2 separate regions of the Sminthopsis crassicaudata genome follow, and region 1 is linked to region 2. A link is a contact called in public Hi-C data. All regions are on one chromosome and are shown on one strand. The core of a region is the stretch at or near the end of the contact, and the rest is flanking DNA. Distances in the headings are between cores, read along the strand shown. Region 1 holds the start of ICAM1 (intercellular adhesion molecule 1). Region 2 holds the start of PDE4A (phosphodiesterase 4A).

Region 1 (4,028 bases), core at 1,254-3,753, 140 kb after region 2:
AAATAGTTCGTGGTATTCTTTTTTTTTTTAATTTAAATTTTTTTATTATAGCTTTTTATTAACAAGATATATGCATGGGTAATTTTTCCAATACTTACCCTTGCAAAAACTTCTGTTCCCGACTTTTCTCCTCCTTCCCCCACCCCCACCCCTAGCTGGCAGGTAGTAATAGTACTCCTGTAGAATAGAGAGTTTGGTGGTTGGAATTTCCTTCTCTGAGAATTCCCTACACTCATGAAATCACTGTTCCAAACTCTATCCTAATCCCTATTCTTGTGGGGAAGAGGGAGAAACAAGCTAGGTTAGGTAAACACTTCTGGACAAAGGGAATCTAGTACCTGAGGAGATTTCGACAGAGTTGCACTGAAGACTACAATTTTGGTTTCAGTTCCGACAGGAAGGTGGAAGGTGCCAGAAGCAGGGCCTAGCCTGATTCATAGTACAATCTGACCTTTACAGCCTTTTAAGTTGGCTCTGACCTAGGCCCAGATTCTCTTGCAGAAGAGTCATAAAGTACACTCTCAGTCAAGGCTATGGGGCAGACCACCAAAGGAAAATTTGCACGAGTTCCCTAACTGGTTTTTCGTCTGCATTCTCCCTCTTCCTCTTCTCTCCTCTTTGCTCCATTCTATTTTTCATATGACTTTCTTCCCCATAAAGAATAAAAATAAAAATCCTGGTAATATCACTGCTCTGTTCAAAAACCTTCTACTGTTACCCATTAAATAAACCCCTAGCCTCTCACACTGCTCCGCAGGCCCTCTGTCCTAAGGTGCATGCGGCTCGCACCCACCAGATCGTAACTCGCTTTGCATTTAGTAAAGCGCTAGGAAGGGACTGTTTTATCTCAAATTGTGTCTTCCCGGGACCAGCACCAGGTTCTGCAGACGCTCCGTGTTACAGAGGATGCAGCGGGGGCTTGAAGAGCCGGGGGAGCAGCCGCAGCCCTTTCCGGGGTAGCTGGCTTCAGAATCTGTGGGAACCCACGCGGTCTCTCAGGAGAGAGGCGCAGTTCTCCCCTCCGGACTGGGCTGTTCCCAACCCCCGACCGCTCTAGCTGGGCCCGGCTCCTCCCGCGGCAGCCTGCCTATCACACTGCAGGATCTGCCTCGGTTTCAAGTTCAGGCAGCGAGCTCCCCGAGGGCAGGACCCTGCTCCAACTAGTCCCTTTCCTTCTCGTCTCCCTCTGAGCCTTAATCGGTAGCATCAAGTGTTTGTTCTGTTGAAGTGAATTCCTAGGCGAGGATGCAGGCGACGCGGTATTTGTTTGCCGGCCAAACCCAGCCTTTCCTTCCCGCTACTCACCCGCGCTCCCATCCTCCAGAGGTAAGCTCCCCGCCCTTCCCCGACACTGAGTGTACGCGCCCCCCACCCCTACCTGGCCGGCGTAGCCCGTGCGGAGCCCTAGCCCCCACCCCCCGCCGCTCACCGAAGACCACGATGTTAGCCCGCGTGATGCCCTGGCTCTTTCCCGGACAGTTGTTAACAAAGCAGAGCGGACTGCTGTCCTGGGTCACGTTGCTCAGCCTGAAGGCTTTCCAGTTGGTCCCCGAGCTCTCCACGTTCTTCACCAGCCTGGTCTCCAGGCCGATGGTGGGGGAATCGGCGCAGTCGGTGCTGCAGTTCACAGTCACTGAAGTCCCCGCCAGGATCACGGGGTTTGGGGGATCCACCCAGACCTGGAGCTTGGGGTTCTCCTGGGCTCCTGCAAGGACACACCGCGAGTCCCGAGGCTGGCCCTGGAAACGGAGTCGCTTCTATCCCTTCACAATCTACACCCCCGCTTCGAGTCGGTCTCCCAGGAACGATCTCCGGAGATTTGACGGGAACTCCCCCCGGGTTGCCCCACCCCAAGCCTGGGCGCTTTTGACTCTGTTAGCACTTCCCCGAGGGGAACCCAGCGCTGGAATTCCCCCGCCATGGGGAGCATAGACTTCTCCCCTGGGAGAGGACGGGAGGGGGAGACGCAGGCTTCTGGAGAGAAAAAGGTTCTCGGGGGAAGGGGGCTGGCACCCGAGGCACAGGGCCCCCTCCCGGACCATCCTCGGACTCCCCCTCCCGCCCTAACCCCCTCCTCGGAGTCTAAGGTCAGCGAGCGGAGGGACTTTTTCACTCCTTTCTACCCTACCTGCCACCTTCAGGTGTTTCAGAAGTTTCTCAAGTTCCTTCCCACCCTCAATTCTGACCCATAGCAGTCATTGCAGCTTCGGGACTAGATGCCAGCCCAGGGCAACTAAGGAGAGTGCCTCTTCCTCCAGGCAGCTCTCCTGTTGGTCTCTCCCCAGGCAAAGCTAGTGGTCCGAAACAGGGCTGGGGGGAGGGGGGCTAACCAAGACCGAGGGTCTCACCTGAAGATGGGAGTAGGGACAGGAGCAAGAGCGCGGGAAGAGCGGGAAGGGGCCTGAGGATCCCCATGTTGGCGCGCGAGTCAGGACCGGAGTCTGCGGGGAGGGCTGAATGCGAAGCCGAAACGCGGGGCTCCTTTTATGATCTCCCTGGGTGACTAGGGGCCGGACTGGAGAGAGGGAGGGGGGAAGGCGGTCCTGCTTTCCCGGAAACCTCACGCTTTCCCCTCCAGAATAAGTTGCCCGGTATTTCCGGATGGGGGGGAGTATTTGGAGGTATGAGGGGGAGCGCGTAGGGGATCAGTACCTCCCAGATCTGGAGTTTCCAAAGTAAAGCAAACAATGTTTACGGGTCACCGGGGAAGAGTGTGTGTGGGGTCGTCTAGGGGCCAGAGAGGGGTCCGGCGGCGAGTTTTGAGGGTGGAGTCATATCCTGCAGAAAAGATACTTAGACACCTCTACCTTTAGAAAATTGAGGATCCGGCAAATGTATAGGTAACGTTATTATTTTTTAATCGACTAAGATTTTCGAATGTGTTTGGGCCACTTGAAATGTATTCTTTGCTTAGATCCAGGGTTTGCCTTCCTAAAGCTTTGGTTTTGCTTTTGAAGGCTTTTCCCATTTTCTCGACTCGGGAGTCTTCCAGCGCTTTTAAACCTCGGGAAGCGAGAACTGTCCGAGCAGATGGCCCTGGAAGGGACGGAGGGTGAGGGGATGGGGGAGGTGATTGGGGTAGGACCCAGGAACTCCAGACTCCAGTGAAAGAATAGAAGGGTGTAGCCCTCAGGGCTTTTCTCCGTCCCCCCCACTCTTCCCCCCCCCCCCCAGCAAGTTTCGGAATGCGGAACTTTTCCGTGCTGGGGCCCGGGACAGCCACTGTCCTGGCGTAAGCAGCCGCCTCGTGAGTTGGCGGTGGGCGGGAGGCAGTGGGAGGGGTAGAAAGACATCTGGAGTGACACTGGGTCACAATCCCGTCTCCTTGCCACCCTAGTCTGATCTAAAAGCTGTTGTCACATTTGCCAACACGAAAATTTCCCTTTCCCTCGAACCGGGGGCTGCAGTAGGGTTCGGAGAAAGAGGAAGAAGGCACTTTTGCAAGGACGTGCTGATTAATCTCTGGCTCCCTGAATGATTCCCCTCCAGAAAACTAAGTCCTTTAGCCAGGGAAGGGATGTTTCCTCCCCATCTCTCATCCCTCACAGCAATGTGCCCCTATCCTGTAGGGAAAACGGAGGAGCAAAGTAAAGAGGGGTTTTGCTCCCGAGGCAGGGGCTTCGTGGAGGGAGACCCACACCGGGAATGCAAGAACACCCAGGATAGAGCTTGGTTTCCTAGGAAACTCAAACAGGAGCCCGTCCCAGCACTCCCACCGCTGGAGCAGTGCGGGACCTCTGAACCAGGACGAGCCTGCAGGAGCAGCCGGAACCCAGCATTTCTGAGGTGGGTGGGGAAGAGGACAGGATGCCTGAGCTCCATCTTCCCTATCTCAGAAGCCCTTCCAAGGATGGCCCAAGCCTGTGCCTCCGGAGTCGGGGTCCCCGCTCACCCACCTGCTCCAGAACTGGGAACGCTGAGGAAGGAGGGGAACTCGAAATGATTCCGGGGCTTCTTTCCTACCTTTCTGATGGAGGGTCTGCCAGACTCTGTTCTCCCCTTCCCCTTATGGCTGGGCCTTAGTCTCC
Region 2 (3,946 bases), core at 616-3,115:
TACAGGATCCGTCAGATCTAGCCGCCCACTCACCCCCCCCCCCTCCCCGAACTACGGAAGGAGGCTCAGCGTTGAAACAATCTCCACAGGAACTCCGAGTTCACTGCAGCGACAATAACACAGCGGGCATGAAATTCTCGAACCCCTGTAAGGGAGGTGGCTCCGTTATAATAGCCCACAAAGGAGCCCGGAGCCCCCTCAGTTCTGCCCCCCTTTCTTACTGTCCAGGCAGAGGTCTCCTTCCACCTCCAACACCCACCCCATAAGCAGCCTGAGCAAAACAGACTTAAAGCTCTGCCCACGAACAGGTCCAGGGGTAGGACCAGGGACTCGAGCACCAGCCCTAGGAAACACCTATACTGGGCACAATCGCCTTAGGAAAAGTGCCCCCAAGGAACCTGGTTCTGTTCATTAAGTTCCATGTCTCCCTGCCAGCTTGTTTTCCTTTTGCCCTGGACACTGCCTGGACGACCCGAGAACGGCTGCTTCTCCAGGCGGCCCAATGACAGCACATCCATCCTTAACAGCTGCTTTTCCTTGCAGCCAGGGCACAGATATCTTTCGGCCAGCACATCCCGAGTCCCTGAAACTTAGCGATCTCCCTCCAAGCCAGAAACTTGATCTCAAATCCTATCCTAGAGCCCCCCGAGACTCCAGAATAACACCCACAGGCTACAATACAGGACCCTGAAATCTTACATCACGGCGACCCCAATATAGCCCCGGGAAGGGGGGGGCGGGCTCAGAGCACTGACCCCAGAGCCCAAATTAGCGCCCTCTAGGGCCCCCAAACAGTGACTACAAGATGCTAACAGAGTTCGACGAGATTCAGAGCTGTGGACCAGATCCCAATACAACATCTGGTAGCCCAAGACCATGATCTGGAACCCCAGATTAGCGCTAGCATAGTGAAGTGGTCCTAATTTCAGTTAAGCGGTTTTTTTTTTTTCTTTTTCTTTCTTTTGTTTTTTTTTAGACCCCAATAGATGGCCGAAACCTTGGAACAGGCGTCTAGCGCCTCCTACCGTCCTCCTCGAGTTCCCCCCCTCAACAGCGCGGCGGCGCCTCTGCTCCAGCCGCTTCCCTTACCGTTTGCCGCCGCTGCCACTGGCCGAGGTCCCTTGGAAAGAAGAGGGCCAGGACATACGGGACTTGCGTAGGCCAGGCCGGTCACTCGTGTCCACGGCATCAGCACGCTCTATGGGCCGGTGCGGAGCTCGCTCCCGCTCCGAGTCCCCCCGCTCTGCCCCCTGCGCTCCGCGCTCCCGGTCTGTGTTGTCAGAATAGCCACGCTGCTGGATCCGGATCGGGGTCCGGGGCTGGCGCCACAGGTGCTGGGGTGGCCTCAGCGTGGCCTGGCCATCCCGAGCCCCAGGCAGCGACAGGGACAGACTCTTCTTTGAGCAGGGTGGCGGCTCCATTCTGGCTATCCAGCCCGCCCTGGTTCCCTCTCGGACCCCGGCTTTCAGTGGTACGCAGCCCCGTGCGCCCAGGCCGTCCTTGCGCTTTGCCTTGCCCGAGCCATCTTGCCCCTGCACCAAGAAGGGCGGCTGAGGGCCAGCTAGGGGGCTCCGGACACAGAGCCCAGGGGTAGCGGGAAGAGCAGAGTAGGGGGACAGAAACACAGGTCGCCGCGGGGGCCGGCAGCAGGGAGGGCTCCTGGGCGCTGAGAGGTATTGGGCTTGGATGAGATTCGCTGGAGCCCCAGAGCTTTCGGCAACGAAGCCCTGAACCAAGGAGCTTGGAACCCGTAGGGGCTAGCGGGGAAAGGCACTCTCTCTTCTCCCCGGGGCTCGGGGGTCCCAAGGGGCGCCCCGCGCCCCACAGCCGGTATCAACCCAGCTGCTGCCGCGGCGCCGCCGCCTCACTGAGTCCGCGGCTCCGCGCTCTGCTCCGCGCCCGCCCCGCGCTCCCGCCCCGCCCCCGCTGCCGCCATAGCAGCTACCGCCTGCTGTCAGCGCCGCCCCCAGCCCCTAAGCCCTAACTTGACAGAGGGGCGGGGGAGAGGTCTAACCTGGGGAGGGGGGAGTTAGATCAAAGCGGACCTCTCCCTTCATCTAATGGGTCTCGATTAAACGCACGCGATTTTTCCTACCCAGCCAAATACCACCCCACCCGTTTGAGTGGGAGGGGACCCAGTGCCCTCCCTTTCTGCAACATCGCCCAGGCAAGTACAGGCACTAAGGAGTTAACTGGGTAAACCGACGCGGGGAAAGCTCAACTTCCGTCTATCAGTCCTCTGTCTGTCAGTCAAAGGGGGCGGAGTCAACAGCCGAAGGTCTTAACGGGACCGTGTGTGACCATCTGTGAGTATGTGACAGTCTTTGAATGTATGTCCGTGCGTGCTGATAGGCATGATTGTGAATGAGTGTGTCCATGTGTGTACCTGTGCATGTGTGTGCACCGTGTATGTTTTTATGGTCTGTCTTTGTGACTGTAAGTAGTATGTGTGTGACTGTATGACTGAATGTGTGTGCAGGAGCCCTGCGTGGGTCTGGGTGTGTGTCTGAGCGTGCATGGTGTCGAGAGTGGGTAGAGGAAGGAGCCGACTGGAGGAAATACTTCAGCTAGTTGAACACTAATTTATCGGTGTCTGCGGGGAATCCCTGACGTGCAAAGGGGAAACTGAGGCACTCTCTCTGATGCTCCGGGGGGAAAAACAGAGAAACCTTTTTCACGGGGCTGTTGGGACCCGGGGTTCATTTCTTACTCCTAATGTGGGTAGACTGGACTGTACTGGTCTACTGAGGAGAGAAGGAACCTTCAGGCTACGGAGGAAAATACGGCCTTTCCCGAGAAGTAAACGGGGAGCGTACCGTCCCCTATCCTTCCGAGGCCACCGAGTCTCCCCACCCCCCACCCTACCCCCTGCAGCGCCTAATTCTGGAGAGGCCGTGACTCACTCCCCGCCGCCCCCTGCGCCCTGCGGAGCCGAGCCAAGTCAACCGGAGCGGAGCAGGGTTGCAGCCATAGTCTTCGGGTCTTCAGCCCCCAGCCCGGGATCCCCCTCACCATCCCTACAGCCGGTTAAGGACCTACGATGTCCACACTACCGCACCCCCATTGCCATCCCCAGTCCAAAGTATACTCCGCGTCCCTCCCTCCTTCCCTCTGAAAGCAGTGGAATAGTCTATACCATCCCCCCTCCCCTCCGTACTCCCGCCCCTCTCCCTCCAGCGCTTTTATAAAAAGAGCTGCCAATCTTGCTGCTGCCGGAGACCAATTTCATCCCCCACAAAGCTCTTCTAGTTCCCACCCCTTCCCTTCCTATCTTCTCCCCCCTCCCCCCTCCAAATCAGGCCTATGCTCCCACTAACAACAAGGGATGGAGGTGGTGGACTCCCAAGCCTGTGAAAAAAGGACCAAGGTTTGGGGACAGGGAAGCAGAGCCTGAACCTGTTCCCAATCGGTATTCCCACTCCGGACTCCTCCCCTAATCTAAAAAGGGCAGAATCCCCACACAGGGATCCTCCTCTCCAATAAGGTCAGACCCATATATGGTGACTCCTCAGAAAGGATAGGTATCCACCAGAGGATAAAAAAAGGGGTGACCAGAGGTCCTGAAGCTGATGCTTCATAACTCATATCTGTGCCCCATAGAGTTGTCTGGGGTTAAGGAAAACCTTGGTAGTGTCAGGAGGCATAGTATAAAAAAGAGAGTGCCCAGCTCGGGGACCTATAGGTGGCAGGGAAGAAGAAAAAAATGGATCCTGGAGTTGGCAAAAGGACTGGGAGGTCCTTACAGGTTGGAAATAGCAAGAGATCAATAGGGAGATTATACACCCAAGTACCAAATGGTGGCTGGAGAGTTGAGGCTCCTAGGTTGAGGTGGCATGAGTAAAGAGAATCTTCAAAGCCATATAAAAGGCTAGAAAGCCATCTTCCCTGTACATATCTCTCCTCCTCCCTCCCCCCACCTCCAATTACATCAGAAAGATTACAGAAT

What was found. A called contact is a pair of places that touch in the nucleus more often than the background predicts.
Region 1: a contact with region 2 is called in a Hi-C map of fibroblasts, with 7 times the contacts expected there. The contact joins the promoter of ICAM1 here to the promoter of PDE4A in region 2. A contact is called at or near these places in 2 of 2 Hi-C or Micro-C datasets (fibroblasts and hippocampus).

Annotation. Positions count from the first base shown.
Region 1 is chr1:72,964,448-72,968,475 of ASM4859323v1, forward strand. ICAM1 (intercellular adhesion molecule 1) reads right to left here and starts at 2,504. Exons shown (of 6, transcript XM_074260757.1): 1 at 2,349-2,504; 2 at 1,430-1,705. The coding sequence starts at 2,415. LOC141538884 (a long non-coding RNA gene) reads left to right here and starts at 3,189. Exons shown (of 3, transcript XR_012481151.1): 1 at 3,189-3,786.
Region 2 is chr1:72,820,105-72,824,050 of ASM4859323v1, forward strand. PDE4A (phosphodiesterase 4A) reads right to left here and starts at 1,866. Exons shown (of 15, transcript XM_074260563.1): 1 at 1,090-1,866. The coding sequence starts at 1,421.